Regions from separate parts of the Mus musculus genome. Here regions 2, 3, 4, 5, 6 and 7 are each linked to region 1. Evidence: chromatin contacts called from public HiChIP or PLAC-seq and promoter capture Hi-C data. All regions are on one chromosome and are shown on one strand. Each heading gives the region's core, a stretch centred on a gene start, on an enhancer-like site or on the middle of the called end of the contact. The rest is flanking DNA. Distances are from core to core; before and after follow the strand shown. Region 1 holds the start of Bcl6 (B cell leukemia/lymphoma 6). Region 2 overlaps P3h2 (prolyl 3-hydroxylase 2). Region 3 has its middle 200 kb from the start of Gm24928. Region 4 overlaps Trp63 (transformation related protein 63). Region 5 overlaps Trp63 (transformation related protein 63). Region 6 overlaps Trp63 (transformation related protein 63). Region 7 overlaps Trp63 (transformation related protein 63).

Region 1 (2,990 bases), core at 346-2,845:
GAATGCTTGAAAACCCCTCTGTGATTTAACGAGCCACTTGAAGGACTTTCACAGCTAAAGCCCAGAACAGCCTGACCTTTGAAAGAGTCTTTTGCTCCAAACACTTTGAGTTCATTCTAGTTCTTAAGGAATCTGAATATTATTTAGCTCACACCCTTCTTGCAAGAGACAGACATAAAAGAAACAAGAGTCTCACTCATCCAGGGATGAGTAGGAGGGCAAAAACCCCGACCAACATTTAAATAAGGAAACTGCAGCTATGAACACATAACCCAGGGCCCACCGTGAAAGGAGTCTGCCCTGTATTCACCTTTTAAAATAAAGGAAGAAAGAAGGGAAAGAAAGATTCCGCTCCTCTCCTCCCCTCAGCTCTGCTCCAAAGCCTAGAGGACCCGGCTGCGAGCAGTGCGCCTAGTGTAGCACAGCCTGTACTCAATACGCGCAGTATCTGTGATCCTGGCAGCCAGGCCTTTAGAATTCCCTCAGGCTGATCCCTTCAACACATACTGAAGAGATTTTTTTTCCTTTCTCCCGACGACCTTGAAACGAACCCAGTGGGGGTTTAAAAAAAAGGGTGGGGGGAATGTTCAAGACCTTAAGAAAATAGCAAAATACAAACATGTATTTGGCTTCACAGAATGTTGTAACAGGCAAACATTACACGTACCCACACACACATTTCTAGCATCAAGAAATTTCCTGAGAGTCAACAGTAACAGAGTAAACCCACCACTCGCTGTCCTGGAAAGAAACAAACCAAACCAATCCAAATCCTTTTACATCTCTTTCAAGTGCAGGAAAGCTTCAGCAAAAGTCCAAGAGGAAAAGGAAATTGTACCAAGGGCGGCTGGGGGGCGGGCGGGGGGGGCGGGCGGGGAGCGGTGGTGGTGTTGGAGGTTGGGGCTGTCATATGTGGCCAAAAATGTAAGCTTCTGTCAATGGTATTAGGTTGAAATATTGCACCTTTAGAGAGAGAGAGAGATAGAGAGAGAGAGAGAGAGAAAGCGAGAACGCAGGGAGACAATAAAACCAACGAATGACAGTCCCGACGATTTACATAACACCACAAACTTGCAAAAGGCAAAAATCAGAAGCGGAAAAAAAACCCCACCTAAATCATTAAAATACAACAGGAGCATCCCAAGCCACCATCCCCAAAGGACCCCCCCCCCGCCCCAACATAATTGTCCCAAATAAAAAGAAAACAAATGAACCCACCGAAAACTGCTTGGCAAATATTTTTCTCGTGGTGCCTAATACTCTAGCTGGAAGGAGCTGTGGTATTTATTGTTTTCTCCCTCCCTCGTCTCTCTAAACCTGCCTCTAACACACTTGTTCTAACGGCTCAACTCTCTCGCTCCCTTTTGTGTATTTAGCTCGAGGAGCCGAGTTTATGGGTAGGAGAGGAAGAATTAGCCCCAGACCCCGGGAAAGCAAAGCGCACTCTCCCTCTTATGTCACCGAATAGCAAATTAGTTCTCAGAATTCCAGAGGCCGAGCTTTGCTACAGCGAAGACGCCGACGTCACGGAGCCCACGTGACGGCGGCGGAGCGGGCGGTTCCATCGGTGGCCCGGGGCAGGGAGGGTCGCCTTGTAGCCGCGCGCGCCCGCCTCGGGACCCCCGGTGTTCCGGGCGGCGGTGCTGCGGGAACCACGATCCGCACTATAGGGCGGCGAGCGGCGCGGCCCCGAGGCATTCTGCCGGCCGGGAGGGCGCTGCGGAGCGCGCCGCTGCCACCGAGTCCTCCCCTGCTGCGGAGCAATGGTAAAGCCCGCAGCTCAAATTCCGAGAATTGAGCTCTGTTGATTCTTAGAACTGGGGTTCTTAGAAGTGGTGATGCAAGAAGTTTCTAGGAAAGGCCGGACACCAGGTGATTATTGCTGTTGCTGCCGCCGCCGCTGCCGCTGCCGCCGCCGCCGCTGTTGCCGCTGGTGCCGCTGCCGCCGCCGCTGCTCATGATCATTATTTTACCTTTTAATTCTTTTTTTTTCCGCTTTTGCCAAATGCTTTGGCTCCAAGTTTCCTATGTGTATCTATTGATATAAATGTATCTATTTATTGATTCTAGCTGTCAGGTGTTAAAATAAATGCCGAAGATCAGCCCCACGTCTCTCCCACTGTAGGATCTAGCTTTTCGCATACGTATTCTTCTTCTTCTTCTTCTTCTTCTTCTTCTTCTTCTTTTTTTTTTTTTTTTTTTTTTTTTTTTGCTGTCTTGGAGCGCCTCGGCCGCCTCGGGGAGGCTGTGCCGCCCTGCCCGGTGTTGTTTCGGTGTTTGGAGACGCAGGGGCGCGGGGCGGCGGGCGCTGGGTTGCGCGGCCTGGGAGGGCGGACCGCGGCGGCCCCGCCGGCTTCGCGCGGCTTGGCTTGCTTTCTCTGCTCGCTTGCAAACTGCCTTCCCCGCCGCTGCCTCCCTCCCCGCTCAGTTCTCCCGGTGCCCGCGTTGGCGGCCGTCCACCGGCCCCGGCCCCGGCCCCGGCCCCGCACAGTCCCTGCCTTGCACCCGAGCCGGGAGTCAGCGGGGGGAATGCAAGCCAACTCCTCGGCTGGTTGTTTTATTTTCCCTTTTCTTTTTGGTCATAAAGCCAGATGAAGTATCGTGTCTGCAGTTTCCTTTGAGAGCCGTGATCTTCCCAAGGAGAGACAGTGTTTTGGGAAGGCTTCGCTTGCACGGGGGGCGGGGACGTTGAATACTTTGAAAATTACTCTTTCTTGGTTGGAGTCGAGGCAGTCGGGAACCCGGGTGCGCTCGGTCTGCCCAGCCCGAGGAAGGAGGCTTGAAGGCGGGACAGGGATTTTGGGGGAGGGTGGGAGAGGGGTGCGCGGTTTTTTTGTTTTTTGTTTTTTGTTTTTTTTGCACCTGCGGCGCTTTCAGCGTGCGGGACCCGGGGGGGTCTTGGCCAGCCAGCCCGGAGCTCCGGAGAGGTGGCGGGATTTCTGGCGGCCGCGGTGTTTGTATTTTGGGTGCTGCGTGACTGCGTTGGCTCT
Region 2 (2,990 bases), core at 316-2,815, 2.0 Mb before region 1:
AGGCAGATGAAGTGATTGCCATCTTGGATCAAGAACAGCGCGGGAAGCATGGACTGAATATTAACCCCAAAGATGAGCTATAGAAAAGAGAGTGCTCTATTGAATATTTATTTAAATAGATGATCTTATGAGAACCTTTTTATTTTTGTACAGAGCCGTAGTATAAATTAACAGGATACTAAGAGTCGTTAGATTTCTCCCCCTGTTCCCAACTTCGCTTCATTTGCTTTCTTCTGGTCTTCATTGTTTTGCTTCAGTTCATCATTCAGAGCCCATTCACACCCTCAAGCACACACCGCACTGAGTCACAACACCCACACTCTTCATGTCACACCAGTAAACATGCAACAGAATTTACACTACAGAAGTGCACACAGGCCATGTACACATGGCACAAACTCCCAAATACGCCACACATACATAAGACAAACATAAACATACAGAAACACATACCACCCAGATACACAAACACTACATGGCACACACACACACACACACACACACACACACACACACACACACACACACACAGTTACTTTGCAGCATATTCAGAATATCAACATGATCAGCCTGCACTCAGCACCCCACAGCTAGAGTGTGCCCCGAGGTCTAAAGATAGGATGTGAATTGGTCTCAGGCTTCTATGGTTTGCTGCCTTTCCCCCATCACCTTTCATGGTTCCATTGGCTGAGAGTTCAGACTCTTCACAGCAAGTTTGCCTTGTGTCTACAGGAGCTCCCAGGACACAGTCTGCCAAGTCCCAAGAATCACAGAGAACAGCATCTTTCAGGCTTGAGGAAGCCACCACTGGATTAAGGACTATGGCACGGGGTCCCCTTGGGTAGAATGTTAGGACTGGTGTTTTCAAATGAAGTTCTGATTCCCCTCCACAGTGCTCTGTAAGAGGGGACACCTAAACAGGGGTTCCAGCAGTGTAGGTTCACCCCCAGTGGTGATGGAAGAATGAATACCTTAAATTGCCCTGCCCTAGGCACTATTGCTGCTGGAGAGGGGCTCCTGCTGGTATAAATTCAGAGCTGTTTCTCACAGGCTGCACCTCAATGGCTTCTGTTGGGCAGCCTCCTCTTCCTGCTGCTGTCAGCTCACACAGGCATGCTGTGTCTGAAGTGTTTAATAAAGGGATCCTTGTTACAGAACTTGTCTTCCGATGCACACCTATTTTATCTTCCAATGATGTTTTTGTAACTATCTGGGACAACCCAGGAACACATGGACCATGACAACTCTGCCAGCAGACAGTGGTCTGCAAGAAAGTGGGTAACTTGCTTTGGAGGGAACAAGACTGGCTAGCGAGCTGGAGTGTTAATTCAGAGAACTCAAAGACTTCGGGGTTCACTGCAAAGGCTCTGCTCTCAGACCACACCCACTGTTGCAATGTGCTCCAGTAAAGGGGGAGGTTCACTTTCTGCCACTTGTGATCTGGTTAGGGCTAAGAAGACTTTGCTCGGTGGAACTGAGAAATTCAACTTCAGTGCTGTGTGCTGTTGGCCTACCACTGCCAAACCAGAATTCAGGATGTATCTCTGCCGTGGAAGACTGGGCAAAGCTCTCAATTCCCGGGTGACCTAAAGCAACTAACTCGCTTCCTCTTTCTGGACTCCAGTTCCTCTTCTGAAAATGGTGTCATTCATTATAATTGTTTCCAAAACCCTATGCCTTCCTCAAGATTCAAACTGAACATAAACCAATAGCAAGACTAATATTAGAAATATTAAAAAATACAAGCAAGTTTTTTTCTGCTAACATCTGAGAGTGGCAAGTGACGTCACCACAGGGCTACTACAGGGCTATGAAACTTTTACCCCGACTTTAGGGTTGACAGTTCGTGATATGTGAAGCAGTTAATTTGTTTGCTCTTCACTGCAAAGCACTTGCTGGCACAAAAACTCCATGATAGACAGATCTGGGCAAGGATCTAATTTCTGTTTTCTGGTTACAAGACATCAACAAAGAAATCAGACCTTGGCTCTGCACAGTTCTTGTTTCCTGGGTGCGCTCGTGCCCTGGGAGAGGCAGCAGCTTCAGCACAGAATGTGCCATCCAGCCCATAGAAAGTGGGTAAGCGCCTCAGTAGATGCCGCCACTGTTGTGTGCGATCCCATCGTGTGTCACGCTGACAGCAGGGAGTGGTTGTTCCCGTTCTGCTGGTTGGCCATGTTGCTTTACACCTGGAACATCGAAGATCTACTAAAGCATTCATTTTTTTAATCTGCTCCACATCAAACCATGCATAATTTCATTCAAATATTTAGGGAGTGCCATCGAATGACTTAGGAAAGCCAAACTCAGAAATTAGAGTCTATATGTTAAATAGTCCTGTTTGCAAATAAGTGGAAAATCCCATTCGAATATTTGTAGTTATAAGGGCTGAAGAAAGCCAAAGAGATTACAATCCAGTTGCCTCTTTCACTTTGGGCAAAAACTGAGGCTCCGACATGATGCTGTGATGACTGAGTTAGAGCAGACAGGAGTAGGACTGAAGCCACCGCTGTTGGAATAGGGGATGCAAGAATGCCTTGCCTGTGAGGCTGAAATCTAGATGCAGGGCTCCCTCTACCTAGAGAATTTGTACGTTTACCTCTTTGGCCAAAGATGGAACTTGCCTCTCTCATCCATGCCTCTGCAGGTCTAGATCCTTCCACCAGGGCCACCTTTTCCCTTGTTTACACACATGGACCCTAAGCTCACAGCAGAGTAAATAACAAAGTCTTACTTTTTTATCACTTAAGGACCATTTGTCCTTTCCTTTTTCAAAGTTCTATATTTCAAAGGCTGGTTTTCATCATCATAATACTGTATCGAACAGATATAACACTAAATATGGTCTTTCCTGGAGAATGCACATATGTTCTAAGCATGGGATACAATGCCCATTTAACAGTGGAAGACAAAGAGAGCCATGAACACTGTAATGACTGCCTGTAGACACTTCCTTGACTTAAGAGCATGGAGCCAGAGGAAGAAGCAAG
Region 3 (2,990 bases), core at 196-2,695, 1.9 Mb before region 1:
ATAAAAGCTTTATACCAATTATTCTAACCTTATGATATCATAACTACCTGTGGCTGGTTAAAGCCATGTCGGTTCATGTCTGCCTCCATCTTGCCTTCTCTTCTTTCTCTGATGCTGTCTCTGCAGCTATTAGCTCTTCCTCCATTTTCCATGTCCAATCACAGGCCTCCTGCTGCTCTAATGTAATTGTACAGGGAAAGTTCTGTGACAAGGCATGTACTCTCAGATGACATAAACCTAGCCAGCACAAGATCCACTTTTTGTTTTTATCTGTTTTTCCTAGTGATATGCATAGAGATTTCTGTTAAAATTGATACAGAGGCAACTTTTCATTTGTTTTTCACTTTGTTGATGTTGCCTCTTCTGATTCTTGACATACTAGTGTGAAGGGATGTTGCCAAAGGAATTCTTGACAGACAGGCAAAGGCACTCACTCACATATTCACTCACTCACTCACTCACTCACTCACTCACTCACTCAGGGATTTGTTTTCTACAGGTGCAGTCTAGAATGTTGCCCATCATTTATCCAGGTACTATGAACGAACATTCTGTTTTGCATTTAGAAACAGAAGGAAAAAATTGAACCAACTGGCAGAGTCATCAAGAGGTGATACAGATAAGTAAGACTATGAAATCCACAAGTACCTACATAATGTGGGTTCTAGAGTGCTTCCTGGACACAAGTGTCTACGGCTAAAACCAGCATGAAGGTGGAAATGAGCCACAGTAGGCAATCAATCACTTGTACTCCAAAGTCTTCTTTGACAAGTCCCATGGAGACAGAGTAACAAGGGAAGAGCTGTGGCCAAGAAGAGAGGCTTACAGTAAGGACAGGTCAGGAGAGGTTGCGCTAAAATGGAATTGAAGATACAAGTTAGCTGGTTCACCATGAACTGCTTTGCACAGTATCAGAAGAAGCTGAGTCATGTTTTTGACAGGAAATTCAAAGAGAACCAAGACCACATGACACCACGTATGCACAAATCTTTGGCTTAGATCAATGTATGCATCATTTTCTCACACTTACCAGTATGCATCATCCCTGATTTCCTCACCATGAAGACACCCATTCCACTCAACATAAGGAGAGAGATCGGTATTAGGCAAGCACACTGGAAATAATTGGAGGGCAGTCTGGAAGAAAATCATCTTTCAGCCAAGAGACAGAGGAGACCTTTTCCCCAGGGAGGGAAAGAATGCATTACAATCATGGGAGAGACTAGGCATTCACTCTCCTGCCACCCTCACCAAGGGAGGTCAAAGTGTTATAGAGGCTGTGATGATGAGCAAAGACTGTGGTATTGTACTGCAGGACAAGAAGTAATGAGGCGAAGGAGATGAAAGACAGAGAGAAAGGCAGCCAAGCTGCTCTCTGATGAATAGGATATTATCCAAGGGAAGAAGCTAGGCAGTCTTGGAGCAGACAGAGCTTCCACTGATTGCTCACTGCTGACCAAACACTAGACAGCTACTGAACAGTGTGGTACCGTTTGGTGAGCTTTGGTGAGGCCAGGCTTAGGGATAGCTTTTTGTGAGTATGTGACTCTTGAAGGTGTCATGGACCTGAGGGTGTGCATTTATAAGGAGCGGGTGGCATGCAGCTATCTCCAAGGTCAGGTTTGAGACATGGTGATATGCAAATAGTGTCTTTGCCCTGTCTATCAAATCCACCAAAGAGCACTACCAGCTAAGCTGGGAACTACAGGCTTGAGGGGAGAATGAAATATATCATGGGTGTCTTCTGCGGAATAAAAGAAGGGAATCAGGAAAAACTAATGAACTTGAACAGACTTTTACTCACTCTGTGCTGTTTAGAAGTGAGTAAATTGGGCTAACAACTCTTTAAGGGTCTGGAGAAAAATCTAAAAGCAAAAGTAAGGGACATAGGGTTGCCCTTCTCAAAGGTAGTTGAGAATAAATTGTACACAGGCAATCCTTTTTCTGATTTCTCTTATGGATATTTACAAAGTGTTAGCCTTTGTATTAATACACAAAGGGTGTTGGTGCTGGATGACACTGTAATTTCCACAATTCTGAGTTCAAAGTTCCTAAACATTTCCAAAGTGTCTTTGGCAGGAAGCCCCATGAAATGACACGACAGAATTCTCTACTCATTTCGCAGCTGAGGATCTGGCAATAGGTCTTCTGTGGGTTTTTTTTTTCTATTCTTTTAAAACATCTACATTCAGCATTCTAAGTATTAAAAGTGTTTTCACATGCTTTCTATGGGTTTTAATTATTCCTGAGATAGAGTAGTATTATGAAGGCAATAATAAGTTGGAAGGCTGTTAGATCAGCTCATAGGAACTTAGCTGAAACAAAAAAGAGCACAATGATTAACCAATACAACGTAGCACCCAGTGATTAGAAATCACCCCTTGCATTAAATCATCCCAGTTTATCCAAGAGATAAAGCGGTTGTGTTCTCATGTCATAGAGAAAATCTCAGGTGAGTCGTGTGCATATTGCATGCTTCATTTCCTGTTATTTCTGATCTCAGCTCTCTACTTGAAAGTACTTCCTGTTCCCTTTCTCTCTATATCTAACTTTTATTTGGATTACAAAATTCTGGTCTTCTGAGGTCGTAGGTCGAGAATTCTGATAAACCCCATGAAGGGGAAGTTCACCTGCCAGTACTTGCCACCCACTTGGCACAAACACAGACTTGGACTTAGTGTAGGGAGTTACAAATCTCATAAATTTCAAAGACACACCCAACATGACTTTTAAAACACTGCTCTACACTGATGAACTGCACACTTCTGAACTATACCCATGCGACACTCACTTTCTGTGGCAAGTTTCTCTTAAGAAGGAATGAGTTTCCAATGCTTAAAATACATACTGAGCACAGATTCCTCTGTGGGACTCTGATTTGTCTGGTTGGTCACAATAAAAGATGTGGATGAAAAGGACATTTGAAGGGAGACTGAGCACCACATATGTTAGTTTTCGGATGTTCAAATCAAGAGTCTGGCTGCATTCTC
Region 4 (2,990 bases), core at 228-2,727, 1.9 Mb before region 1:
ACATGACGACCTACAAGTTTTCATCCAGGGTTGGGAAATTAATCCTTACATCTGGTTTACTAACATGCAAAGGCACTGTGCTCAGCCACACAGGCTCGATCTGAGAAAAGCACATTGAGTGACAAGAGTGTATGAGTACATTAAACTAGGGACTGTATTCCCTAAAAACTCATTGGAGAAACAGTACGACAGCATACACATCCAGGAATAGATTTTGTTTTTAAGAGTTTAAACAAGATTCAAGATGGTGAGTGTTTTATGCTGCACTGTTTACCAAAACACCAGAAAGGAAAAGGGGACAGAGAGGGAGTGAGTATCAGAAGTGTTGTTAAAACCCAAAATATCTATGTAGCCCTGGATGGTCTGGGAACCACTCTGTAGACCAGGCTAGCCTTAAACTCACAGAGATCGGTCTATCTCTGCTGGAGTACTGGGATTGGGCAGTGGTGGCACACACCAGAAGTGGAGGCGGAGACAGGTGAATCTCTGTAAATTCGGCATCGGCCTGGTCTACAGAGTGAGTTCCAGGACTGTCAAGGCTACACAGAGAAACCTGTCTTAAACTCCCTCTCCCTCTGCAAAGAAAACAAAAACAAAACAAACAAACAAATCCATCATGAAGCAGCTACTTATGCTCCTGGGAGGATCAGGCAATACTTTATTTTTTTCCTTCCTGGAATTAGGAACAGGAAGCCAAGGGCACAAAGTCTCTACCTTCCTACTGACTTTCTGAATCGTATGGACAAGATCATTTCGGACCCCAACTTCTTGAGTAATATGAGTTGTTCCACCTTCAAGCTCTATCTGCAGCAGAGAAGAAAGGCTTTGGAAATGAGCTCACACAGGCAGATCGCTGGCTACCATAATCTACTGGCTCTGTAGGAAGGGTCAGGCTGGAACAAATCCCTACACTGGCCCCACAGCCACCTGGCAGGGACTCCTTCTCCCCACCTCTCTTCCTGCCACAGTAGTCTAGCTGCCAGACATGTACGAATTGTGCTCTTGATAGTTTGGGGGGGAAAAAAAATCTTTCCTTCCAGCACTTTTCCTGACAGCCCCAGCCAAAGGGCAGCCTGTTGCCACCTGTCAGTTGTGGGGATTAATTACCTGAGCTGAGGCTGGGAGCGGCACATTCCTCCTGGGGCCTCACCCGCAGATGCAGATATTAAGCAGGTGGGCTGTCTGCTTTCTCCCTACTCTGAAGACCAACCAGTGGGTCCACTGCCCGGCAGGTGGGGATCAGGGGATACTGGTTATGTATTCCGTAGAAGCATTTCCAGGGAGAGGAACGTGCCCTGGGACTTGACTGGAGGTCATAGCCAACTCTGTGGCTGTGTGAGGGCACCCACCAATGGGGAGACAGCTTTGCCTTCGCAGCTGGAGGGAAGCATATTGGCACCAGCCTTGGGCAGGGGCAGTGGCTGGGGTGGCGCCTGCCAGCCTCCTACTTGCCGAAGGATATGAGTTTGGAAAGCCAGTTAAGAAAGATTTGACATACTTGCTTGGTGATTTTGCAACCTTCTCTTCAGCAGAGTGAAATGGCCTCCTCTGTCTAGTCTCGATGGCCAGTGTGTTCCCATGTTAGCCAGACCTGGCCAGGCACACGGTCACAGTCACCTTCTCAAAGCTGACTGTGGCAGGCACTTGTCTTCGGGTGCTCAATACATAGTTAGCTAGTTTTCACGTATTACCACAAATCATATTCACCAGGGCCAGAAAGCTAAAGAGAGGTGAATTGCCTGCCGTGTGAGCAGTTAAATGTTCATACACTTTAATAACTCAGAGGGCTGAGAGGAAAGTTTGAAAAGATTCTCTTCTCAGTGCTGACCAAACATTTGCAACTAGTTTTCCTCTTTAACAATCCCAGGTATTTACCACAGTGAGGATGAGAAGAGCAGGTTTCAACAGTGAAATTCTTCCACTCTGGAGTGTTAAGGGGAAGAAAAACTTTACTTCTCACTCCCTCCCCCGCCCCCCACCGGACCTATTCTGTTTAATTCCCTAAAGAGTGAGAGGCTCGGAGAAACCATCACACAAGGAGTAAGTGAGAATTTAAAACCCACAACTTCTCATTTGCAACCTTATAATTGTCTCCTGTGAAACACCTGTAAGTCCTCAGGATGACAGGGGAGGGGGGCAGATAAGGAAGCTCCATGGAACGAGAGACACACAAGTCTTGCCTTGCTCCCCTCTCTGCCCTTCCCTCCCTCCTTGTGTCCCTCCATCTCCCAACCTCCCCCTCTATCCCACCACCTCTGTCAGTCACACTGTTTCTCTTCCATACACAAGCTGCACAGCCATCTAGGACAATGGGTCTCAACCTTCAGCCACTTTCTTGATAAACTAAGATCAGGCTGAGGAAAGAGAAGGGGCAAAAGGTTTGGGGGTTATTTGAGGTCACTTGGGAATCTCAGAGTCAGCCTGAGGGAAAGGAAGGACATTTTCCCAGCCTAAGGGCAAGTGATAGCTAAGTGGTTTCCAACTGCCATGACCCTTTAATGCAGTTTCTCCTAACCCCCCAGCCACAATCTTATTTCACTGCTATTTCACAACTGTACTTTTGCTACTGTCGGGTCATACACTGCCACAGGGCTGTGTCTTTTGCCTAGTCCAAGACAAAGCCTCACATCTGAAGGGGGAGGCTTCCCTCCCTCTCCTTCCATGCTGCTATAATAGAACTCGCTGCTTACACAGGCATACACTCTCTCTTTTCTAAAATGCCTCCTGGTAAACTAATTCCTCAATCTCTGCCTCCTAATGAGAACAATATCCTTTGGAATAGAAATGGGTTGAAAAACCATTTGATGCTGGGGGCTTCTATAGCTCTCTTCCTGTGTGATAGACCAGGCATTTCTAACAACATGATACTATAGTCATCATCAGCACTTTTCTCTTTCCTTGTAGAAGTACTGCTTCTTTGAAGTTCCGTCCATACACCTACTCTAAAAGGAGTCATGATCATTTGCTGGTGTCTGTGGGGTATTTGTCTT
Region 5 (2,990 bases), core at 234-2,733, 1.8 Mb before region 1:
TTAACCTTATGTCCTAATGACTCCATACTTTCTATTCCATTGAACTACATGACGTTTCTGAGCATGCCAGTCAGCACCCAACCCGTGTGCCTTCTGTGTTTTATCATTTCCCTTAAAAAAATCTTCCTTCCTTCTTCCAAGTCTAGACTTAAGAGAGCTCTGTCTGTCCCTTCAAGTTCAGCTGCATCCAGCATATACATATGGGATTTCCTGATTGTCCTAGGAGGGGTTTTTATTCTGCTCTGACACTTTGCATTTTGCTTACACTTCCCTACCGCACTGAAGTCTTCCACTGTGAATCAGATGAACTTCTGGAGTAGCTACCTTTCCTTTTGACATTTCAAGTCATTGTGTTCTAAATCCCAAATCCCCTGTTCTGCTGGATACTCTCTATAAGCACCGTTAAAATTAGCAATGGATGATAGAGAACACCTTTGCCCACCACCCAACCTTCTTGTCGTCAGGTATCAAAGGAGAGGGGTTAGTCCACTAGGTTTAGAAAACACTGCCATCTTCAAAACAAGTACAACTATAAATAAACCTTATGGCAATTCCGAAAAGACTTTCTTTTTTAACTGAGTTCTCTTTTGATCATTAGTGCTGTCTCTATCCCTTTTTTATTATCAATATAAAATCAAAGGTGAAAAACATTCAACAACAAAGCAAACAGTTTGACTTGATAGCTGCAAGAGAAGATATTTTTACCCTACGTTCCTTTCTCCTAAGCACACACCAAAGAAAGCTAGTGGTAACATATTTCTTAGCCTTTTCACTCAAATCCTCCTTGATGAACCACATCTCATGGCCACAGACACATCCTTCATTAACAGGGCAGAGTACGGAATTCATTCTAAATCCTGTGTTCAAACCTAGGAAAGTTTGTGGCCGATTTGTGTTTAAGAAATGAATGTAGTTTGCGGAAAGAACAGCCAGTCCTGTCGGGCTGCTGTGGGTAACATTCATTCATTCTTTTGCCCCCCCCCCCCCCACACACACCCCTGTTGAGGATCACTGCTCTCCTAAAAAACAACCAGAACAAACAAGCTTCCCCTTATCTAGATAAAGGATAAGTGTTTCTTTATTAGACCATCTCTTTTCCAATAGTAGCGAGGAAGGTATGATCTATGATCTGCCATCTAAGATCTCTTTCTCCCAGTCCCTTCTGGGCTTGAGGGCACTCAATTGGAAAACAGGTAGGGCAAGGCAGCCTCGTGAGTGACTATGTGGCTGACACCCGTAGTCAATCTACAGCTGATGCCTGCCACTGTTCTTGGTCTGAGAAGGTTCCTTATCTCAAGCCCTGCATGGGAACCCTTAGGACTGGCATTTACTAACAAAGAAGTAGAACACTGCCCCCCATTTAAAATACAGCCACTAGAAAAGGCCAGAGATAGGGAAAGCTTGCCTGCCTGGACCATGCAGGCCCCGAGGTCAGTGACCTGGCCTGCCCAGGGCTCTAGCTGCTGCCACAGCACTTTCCCCGAAGCATTGCATAAGTACTTCATGGAAATCTCTCTGGGCAGCTCCCTGAGTTACAACAGTCCTCTTCAGAGTGTATAGAGCTGCTCCACACAGTGCCAGATACAAAGTAGTAAATAGTACATAGTGGCATACATAGAGCACTCTCAAATACAAAATGAGAAACAATCGACTCCAAGTAGTAAAATGGAGAGGTTTGAGTCTTGGTCTCTATTTAGTATCATTTCACAAAAAGGTCCTTTTCCCTCTCCAAACTAGGGTTGGTTCAGCAAAGATCTTCCTGAAACAAAGTTGTCCTCTTGTCTTCTCATATCTTCTCTCTTCCCTACCCTATCACCAGCCTTCCCCCCCACCCCCACCCACACATAGGAGCCCCCACACAGACACACACATACACATGTACACACATGAGCCTGCACATAGACAAAGACACACACACACACACACACACAGAGATACCGATGTATTATTATAGCAGGGGTGGGGGCACCAGTCTAGGGCTTTTGTTTGTTCGTTCCTTTTTGTTGTGTTGTTGTTTTAGAAAGTAGAGTTTGATCTGGGAAGAAATTCCTTCCTTGTGACACTCTATCTGAATCTGGGATGGTTTCAAGCTTGGCACTAGGTCCCAGTGCAGGCTTGTTACTTCCCCATTGTCACACAAGGCCACAACTTTAAGCCCTGCCTGTCACTTCTTGCCATAGCCGTCTTCCCTCTGGACCCTTTCCTGCTCATTAGCAGCTTTCCTAAGTCCAGCTCTGCTGCAGGGGAATAACTGGAAAGTTGAAGAGAGTACAGGGAGGGAACATGCTGCGCCTTTACTAATCTTTGAATTATCAACTCAAATTCCCAGTAAGTTTAAAAAATTATTTTAAGTCAGAGTACATTATAGTTATTAAACAATCTTTGTTAGATATTACATTCCTTTTATATCCTCAATCTATCCAGGTTTAACAATTCTTGCTATTTCTATGTTGATGGGTACAGATGAACATGAATATCAAAGTGCCATTTGTTCTTTATTAAAACTCCATAGTCACAGAAGCAAGTGGACCCAAATATTTAGAGGCAGCACTAGATATTAATGAGAAGCCCGCACAGACAGGGAAGCCAGTCGTAACAGGACCTGGCCATGAAGTTACCACATAATGCATACACTGATGGAAGAGAAGAAGGCCCCATGAAGCAAGTGAGGAAAATGATTTAGACAACAGGAAGTTCAGCCATGTTCTTTTGTAGCTGTCTTCTAGGACAGTACATTCCAGCAGCTGGCCCATCAGCCTCCGACACCCTCACTGTACTCTGTGTAGCATTTGAAAAGCCTGTGTAGTGGTATTTCCTTCATGATAAGGCTGCCATATTCTTGCACATAAAAATTACCATTTCTATGAAAGGCAGTTTTCCCGAAGATATATACCATTGTCATTTTTTAAAATTATTTTTCTTTTCTGATACTATTTTTTTAAGACAATCATTTCTTTGTACCTTGGCGCTAGGCTTGTAATATCCTCACC
Region 6 (2,990 bases), core at 286-2,785, 1.8 Mb before region 1:
AAAATATTTATTAAAAGTCAACAGTTTGCTTTAAACAAAATCTGAGCATCTAGGCAAATATGAGATGTTTTTATTTTGTTATTTGCTTGTTTATTTCTACTTAGTGATGTATTTTCTTTTCTCTGTATGTGCATGTGTATGCATATTCATGTATGTTGAATATAATGCATGTATACACGTGCGCATATGTATGTGTACACTAGAGGACATCATTGGATGTCATTCACTCTTAGGCTAAACACACTTTCTATTTGAGAAAGTGGCTCCCACTGGCCTGTGGCTCACCAGGCAGGCTACACTGGCTATCTGGTGAGGCCTGAAGGCTGTCCTGTCTTTAGGCTCCCAGCACAGATCTCTAGCACATGCTACCACCGCCAGTTTTGTAGGTGGGTACTGGGGATCAAGTTCAGATCTTCACACTTGTGGAACCAACAAACCTCTCCCCAGCTTGACATTTTTCCTGTGATCAGAGAATGAACCGGATGACATTTTTCCCCCCTTGCTTCCCTCTAAGAGAATTAGAAGGCAGAAGCTTCTATTTAGTAATTACAGAGTTAAAGGCCAGGATGCTGGGGAGGTTAAATCTGGTGACCTTTGAGATCGTCTCTAACCCAAAGAGTTCTATAATTACACAGATACAGACACACTCACACGGACACACTCACTCGCCAGAGCTAGCAAAACAAACAAACAAAATTCAATAAATGGACATGATAAGTAAGCAGTGTTTTTTAATTAGGTATTTTCCTCATTTACATTTCCAATGCTATCCCAAAAGTCCCCCCCACACTCCCCTACCCACCCACTCCCACTTTTTGGCCCTGGCATTCCCCTGTACTGGGGCATATAAAGTTGTAAGCAGTGTCTTTAATGTCAGTGTCACTTAGTGTTCAATGTCTTAGCCTCCAGAAAATCATTCTCCCTGTGAAATAAAGAGGAAACTTACCAAATGACCTAATAACATTTGGGTCTGGCTGGGTTCTCCAGTTCTCCTGGGAATTGACCTCTGATTTGTGAGTCCTAGTCTACCTATAAGGAAATAATTGTTGGTTTGGTGATGTATCAGATCGTCTGAATTTCCAAGATGTGTACAAAATTAAGATGCTCTGGCATCTCTAATGAGGTCCGTCAACCCTGCTAACACAGCTTCTCGTCATGACTTCTTGCAGCCACAGTAGCTTGAAGCTGTCTGACACATTTACTGTCTAAAGACTCACCTAAAATAAGATTCCCAAGGAAGAATTTGGAGGAGTGAAAAAATAAATCAATGCAAGAATGAGAATTGCTTAGAGAGAATGATTCTGACACAACAAGAGGGGATTAATTAACATACAGGAAGGATGCCTCACTTGCTAACACTGAGAGTTTTTGTTTGCTTGATTTTTTCCCCCGAGTTACACATTGTGGAGGAAAGTGCATATAGAAAAACATTACATCAAGATCAAGATAACTTTCAGAGGTATTGCTTCATCTTACTTTGACTCAGCTTCCCAGAAAAAGAAAAAAAAAAATATCACTGCTGGTAGTTTTTGGAACATCTTGTCCTCATTTAAAAAGCAGGAGAGCAGGAGTTGAGTATGAGCAGAGGTGAAGCTTTTCCGTGATGTGAGGGGCCTTGATGCTTTCAGATACAGCAAGCTTTAGCTGCTCAGCGAGACTGCAAGTGCACACCCAAACTACTATCTCCTCGTTACCCACGTCTCTGCTTATTCTTCCCTGGAAGCCCACTTCTGTCTGCAGTAACAGTCATGTCTCTGGCATCCTGTCTTACTACAAAGGGAGGATTGGATGTCCTGCTTAGCCTTCTTGAAAGGGCAGACTTGTAAAAAACTAGATCATTTTACCACCAAGGCTGGGGAAGGATGGATGGAGATATATATATATATATATATATATATATATATATATATCGGCTATAGACATATATATATGCTCGGCTATTTTATATATATATATATAATATATATATACTCGGCTATTACAGCCCAAGTCTTGGAAATGAAGCAGAGATTCATTGCACTTTGTCATGAAGCACGGCAGTCTAGGCATCAAATTTAGCATTGAATAAACACTAAATATCTGAGAGGGAAGGTCTTACAAAATGACTGGTAGTATGATATTCATATTATTGCTGAGGGAGGGTTAGCTTTAAGAAATAAAACACAGATGCATGGTTTTAAAGGACAGACCCTACATTCAGAGACCTGGTCATCTGGCTGGCTCATTCATCGGTTGGCTGTATACTCTTGGGCTGCACCCTTCCTTTACTGTGCATCTGTGTCTTTATTAGTAAAAAGTTCACATGCCAGCCCATCTTCCCCTTCCATCCTGGCCCTGTCATCCTGAGAGAGAGGGTGAGCTTATGTGACCTGGTTTTCCAGTAAATTCAAAATAGGTGCTCTGCTTGGAAGGCTAAAATTTGGGTCACAGACCAGAAGTAAATTAGCTGAATATCTCAATGAATTCCTAGACTTATTATTACATAGTTTGTTTACTTAACTGTCATCAAAGGAATGCTTCCAAACCCTTATGATTTGACATGCAAACATGAGCAACATCTGTCACTATCACACTCAAGCAAACTGGGTTTCTGATGTGCTCTCAGTCCTACTGAGGATGATCATCCCACTAAAACAACAGGCAGGCAGACAAACGTTAAATGGGGAATTATCCATCAAAGAAGTTAAGCAGTTCACCAACTTCCCGGATGTTGTTGGGAGCTGACCTGATTCACAGCACAGACAATGTCTAGACCTTTCGCCCATGGGCAAGGATTTTGCAGATAAGTGAGAGATCAGCCAAAGAAACCTTTAGCAGTTCTTGGTCATACTGGTCTTCTACCAAGGAGTTTTATATAAATATGTACTGTTATAAAAGAAAAAGCAGTCAGATCAGTAATTACAATGGTGAAAGTTTTAAGACCAACCCAGTGATCTCAAAAGACTTCTGCCCTGCTTTCTTTCTCTGTTTGATCATTAACATTGCTACTA
Region 7 (2,990 bases), core at 171-2,670, 1.8 Mb before region 1:
GTGAATTTTCCAAGAATATTTCTTGTTTCTTTCTAGTCAAAAATAGATCTGTCTTTCTCCACACTACTGTGGAGCTCTTACTGGATTTTATTGGTGTAGTACTTGTATATTTATATTCTGGCCTTCCTCATAGCTTGAAACAGAGGAAGCATGATGTGTGTCAATGACTGCTGTGGCCTATTATGGTGTTTGTGGAGGGTATGTACTGGAAACAAAATATGCCTGTTTGAACTATTCTGTTTTCCTTTTCCATACTGCTTACTAAAACTTCCCAGAGGAGGGCAGACCCTCTAGACTCCACTTCTTTGATTCTTCCATTACCTACAGACCCCCATGTCTATAGTTCTTCCAAAACCACTCTTCCCATGTCTGCCCACTAGCCCCAGCAGGGCAGCTTCCCATTATGGATGCCCTATCCAGCCAGCCGGACAGTTTCCTATTATGGATGTCCCACCCATTCACCTGGTTCTTCCTCTGTTATCCAACATCAGTGTAAGAATCTAAGCAGTGTCACTGAAGACATTATACCCATGGGAGGTAAGCAAGCTATTTCTTTTTTTTAATTTTTAGAAGTAAATGAATGGTGGCTTTCCAGTGATCACAGCCCGATTTCAACACAAGGAACACACATGTTCAATGTTCTGTACACCACCTTTATTCTTCGTACCTCTGTTTCATGTTTCCCTTCTCTTGCAGTACCTACATATGTTTGTTTTCAACTACCTGTTTTTCAAAGCCTGGAGCCATGGTTATTTCCTTCTTGGACCTTCTATCACTCCTGATGGACCCCATGGCTCTCTCTGTATTCCCACTGCATCCTTATGACAACCCGAGGATATTCTCTTCATAGCCAGCATCCCGTGCCTCTGCTCATGCCCGTGAGCTTTGTCTCACATCTTCTGTCACGATTAACACAGCCCTGGACCTTTCAAATACAAACTCTCCATATAATGAATACAATGCACATGCCTGTTGAGTTACCCTGCCCAAGCAGAGAAGAAACTAAATCATTAAGGCCTAAATTCCACAAGGTACTTCTTGAAAATCACATTGGGGTGAGAAAATAAAATCAAAAACAAAACTGTGCTTATAAGGTTAAGTGATGTTCTCACCCAAAGGAAAAATCATTAACTATATCAATTCTACTATTTGACAACCCATGTCCACACCATAGTGCTATAGACAGGGGCGCCATCATTGGTCCTCACACATATTCCAAACCCTCCGAGTGAATGGATAGACATTATGATTGAAGAAAATACTCTTAATATTGGACTTATTTATAGTTTCCAAGGAGAGGGAGGCAGTCTGATCAGAGTGTTGTTAAAACTCCAGGAACTTGGCAGCAGCCAGTGTTCAGGAATTCCCCCTGCTCTGCATTTTAACGCAGATGTGATTTGTAGACATCACAATTTAATGAAGCCCACAGCTGTGCACAAAGAGCAGGAGGTGGAGCTTGGCAATCCAGAGGCAGCAAGCAATCTGGCAACCCCCATCCTCTGGAATTTCCCTAACTTCATCAAGCCACTCATCTTCCTTCACCTTCCTGCAGCCCAAGGAGAAACAGGCACTCTCTGAGATGAACATTTCAATCACATAAAACAACGTAGAGACTGAAGTCCGTCTTGCCCTTTAACTTGTGTTTAGCAAGTATATTTTTGTAAGTCCGGGAACTGCAGTTGGATAGACCAGGAAGATAAAATAAGACATGATACAAACCAGCAGCTAAAAGTGAAATGGAAACATTGAGAGGAGCTAAAAAGAAAGCTCTTTGGTTAATGTTATAAATCATTTATTTTAATTAAATTAGCTCCACCCTTTCCTATTTTAGCCATAAACAGAAGTTTCCACAGCAGCAGATTGAAAGCTGAGAAACTTTTCTGGGGTCCTGAAGTTTGTAGCTTGACTCAGATCCTAAGTTGTTCATGAATTGATCTCAGAATTTAAACAAGTTACTTCATTCCTTTGACAACATAGAGATAGTAACCACCCCAAAGAATGGAGAATCCCCTCACAAACTCTACCTGCAAGGATGCTCTGGGTATATTTTCTCTTCTCAGCAGCCCTTTCCCTAACACGTGCACAGACCTCCATGACACAAGTGGATATTCTAAATCCATTTTTAAAAAAGAAAAGACAAAAAGAAAGGAAAAGAAAAAGAAAGGAAGAAAGAAAAGCATACCTTTGAAAAATAGGATAAATACTTGATAACTGGTTGCCATACAACACATCTTTTTTTTTTTTTTTTTTTGAGCTATTACTAAGTAACGATCTTATTTTGTCTTTGTTTCAAATGATCTAACATATTTATAGATACATATATTTCCTCATTGATATGCTATGGCCATGAAATATAAGTAGTAAACGCTTTCTGTCTTATGAACAAAGAAAGTGGAAACAAGGTTAAGTTGTAAGGCCTTGCATCTAAAGAGAGAACCACAGTCCTTGATGTGTCATTCCTTAAAAGTAGCTTTGCTCTGGTGAATAGCTCACACGTGCACCTCCTCTCTTAAGTGTGTCATCTTTAAAATTATAACTCAGAGGAGAGAGCAATGATCCATAGAAATATTCATTAGGGAAAACATGCTTTCAAAAGCATCTGTATTTCTCAAATAAAGCACACAAACATTTTCTTCACAATCTTTCCTAAGAACCAGGAGGGCTGGAGAGATTACTCAACGGCTTTAGAACACCTGCTGCTGAGATTCTAGAGGACCAGAGATTGTCCAGCAGTTCATAATGGTCTGTACCTCCTGCCTTAGACATACATGCCTACACATAACTTAAAAACAATAGGAGCTTGCCTCTTCACCCTTGTGATTATTTCTGCATTCATGTGTCTCAGGAAAAAGGTGATAAGTTTAGCTCAATGTGTGCTACATATCAAGATCCTGTCTCAGAAATAAATAATATTGATTCCTCTTGTTTTCAGTTAAAACAAGATTAATTATTGCCTTAACTATTTAGGAAATGTGTTTCTGTTGACATAT

What was found. Promoter capture Hi-C pulls out the DNA fragments that hold promoters and counts their contacts. HiChIP or PLAC-seq counts read pairs in DNA pulled down with a chosen protein or histone mark.
Region 2: a CTCF HiChIP or PLAC-seq map of pro-B cells shows a contact between it and region 1, with 22 times the contacts expected there. The contact joins the enhancer-like site here to the promoter of Bcl6 in region 1. A contact is called at or near these places in 6 of 39 promoter capture datasets (the 3T3-L1 cell line, the C10 cell line, embryonic stem cells and 2 more), 2 of 15 datasets of contacts at CTCF or cohesin (large pre-B cells and pro-B cells), 27 of 484 Hi-C or Micro-C datasets (the AtT-20 cell line, B cells, the Ba/F3 cell line and 19 more), 7 of 115 datasets of contacts at active chromatin or transcription factors (the NIH/3T3 cell line, astrocytes, cardiomyocytes and 4 more) and 1 of 9 other capture datasets (embryonic stem cells).
Region 3: a promoter capture Hi-C map of 3T3-L1-derived adipocytes shows a contact between it and region 1, with 6 times the contacts expected there. The contact joins the enhancer-like site here to the promoter of Bcl6 in region 1. A contact is called at or near these places in 6 of 39 promoter capture datasets (the 3T3-L1 cell line, 3T3-L1-derived adipocytes, embryonic stem cells and 3 more) and 2 of 115 datasets of contacts at active chromatin or transcription factors (the NIH/3T3 cell line and embryonic forebrain).
Region 4: a contact with region 1 is called in a promoter capture Hi-C map of 3T3-L1-derived adipocytes, with 8 times the contacts expected there. The contact joins the enhancer-like site here to the promoter of Bcl6 in region 1. A contact is called at or near these places in 4 of 39 promoter capture datasets (the 3T3-L1 cell line, 3T3-L1-derived adipocytes, embryonic stem cells and 1 more), 1 of 15 datasets of contacts at CTCF or cohesin (pro-B cells) and 3 of 115 datasets of contacts at active chromatin or transcription factors (astrocytes, embryonic forebrain and pro-B cells).
Region 5: a promoter capture Hi-C map of liver shows a contact between it and region 1, with 2.6 times the contacts expected there. The contact joins the enhancer-like site here to the promoter of Bcl6 in region 1. A contact is called at or near these places in 8 of 39 promoter capture datasets (the 3T3-L1 cell line, embryonic stem cells, hippocampal neurons and 3 more), 1 of 15 datasets of contacts at CTCF or cohesin (pro-B cells) and 5 of 115 datasets of contacts at active chromatin or transcription factors (astrocytes, embryonic forebrain, forebrain and 2 more).
Region 6: a promoter capture Hi-C map of 3T3-L1-derived adipocytes shows a contact between it and region 1, with 11 times the contacts expected there. The contact joins the enhancer-like site here to the promoter of Bcl6 in region 1. A contact is called at or near these places in 7 of 39 promoter capture datasets (the 3T3-L1 cell line, 3T3-L1-derived adipocytes, embryonic stem cells and 3 more) and 4 of 115 datasets of contacts at active chromatin or transcription factors (embryonic forebrain, forebrain, large pre-B cells and 1 more).
Region 7: a promoter capture Hi-C map of 3T3-L1-derived adipocytes shows a contact between it and region 1, with 5 times the contacts expected there. The contact joins the enhancer-like site here to the promoter of Bcl6 in region 1. A contact is called at or near these places in 4 of 39 promoter capture datasets (the 3T3-L1 cell line, 3T3-L1-derived adipocytes and hippocampal neurons), 1 of 15 datasets of contacts at CTCF or cohesin (pro-B cells) and 6 of 115 datasets of contacts at active chromatin or transcription factors (astrocytes, differentiating embryonic stem cells, embryonic forebrain and 3 more).

What each region holds. Positions count from the first base shown.
Region 1 is chr16:23,987,457-23,990,446 of GRCm38.p6, reverse strand. It overlaps Bcl6 (B cell leukemia/lymphoma 6), which reads left to right and starts at 1,595. Exons shown (of 10, transcript NM_009744.4): 1 at 1,595-1,872. It overlaps Gm31527 (a long non-coding RNA gene), which reads right to left and starts at 2,180. Exons shown (of 2, transcript XR_384770.3): 1 at 1,219-2,180.
Region 2 is chr16:25,957,451-25,960,440 of GRCm38.p6, reverse strand. P3h2 (prolyl 3-hydroxylase 2) reads left to right here. Exons shown (of 15, transcript NM_173379.3): 15 at 1-1,157. The coding sequence ends at 83. Among named protein-coding and RNA genes, the nearest start is that of P3h2, 150 kb to the left of the region's middle. Within about 2 kb of position 1,565, at least 67 of the 459 cell types and tissues checked have an H3K27ac peak or open chromatin away from gene starts, as enhancers often do. A contact at or near this core is called in B cells, pre-B cells and pro-B cells, where this site is marked.
Region 3 is chr16:25,898,921-25,901,910 of GRCm38.p6, reverse strand. No RefSeq gene overlaps it. Among named protein-coding and RNA genes, the nearest start is that of Gm24928, 200 kb to the right of the region's middle. Within about 2 kb of position 1,445, at least 53 of the 459 cell types and tissues checked have an H3K27ac peak or open chromatin away from gene starts, as enhancers often do. A contact at or near this core is called in 3T3-L1-derived adipocytes, the NIH/3T3 cell line and liver, where this site is marked.
Region 4 is chr16:25,848,213-25,851,202 of GRCm38.p6, reverse strand. All of the region lies in intron 4 of Trp63 (transformation related protein 63), which reads right to left. Among named protein-coding and RNA genes, the nearest start is that of Gm24928, 150 kb to the right of the region's middle. Within about 2 kb of position 1,477, at least 23 of the 459 cell types and tissues checked have an H3K27ac peak or open chromatin away from gene starts, as enhancers often do. A contact at or near this core is called in 3T3-L1-derived adipocytes, where this site is marked.
Region 5 is chr16:25,803,619-25,806,608 of GRCm38.p6, reverse strand. The region is part of intron 3 of Trp63 (transformation related protein 63); the gene reads right to left. Among named protein-coding and RNA genes, the nearest start is that of Gm24928, 100 kb to the right of the region's middle. Within about 2 kb of position 1,483, at least 24 of the 459 cell types and tissues checked have an H3K27ac peak or open chromatin away from gene starts, as enhancers often do. A contact at or near this core is called in liver, where this site is marked.
Region 6 is chr16:25,785,191-25,788,180 of GRCm38.p6, reverse strand. The region is part of intron 3 of Trp63 (transformation related protein 63); the gene reads right to left. Among named protein-coding and RNA genes, the nearest start is that of Gm24928, 84 kb to the right of the region's middle. Within about 2 kb of position 1,535, at least 15 of the 459 cell types and tissues checked have an H3K27ac peak or open chromatin away from gene starts, as enhancers often do. A contact at or near this core is called in 3T3-L1-derived adipocytes, where this site is marked.
Region 7 is chr16:25,745,456-25,748,445 of GRCm38.p6, reverse strand. The region is part of intron 1 of Trp63 (transformation related protein 63); the gene reads right to left. Among named protein-coding and RNA genes, the nearest start is that of Gm24928, 44 kb to the right of the region's middle. Within about 2 kb of position 1,420, at least 34 of the 459 cell types and tissues checked have an H3K27ac peak or open chromatin away from gene starts, as enhancers often do.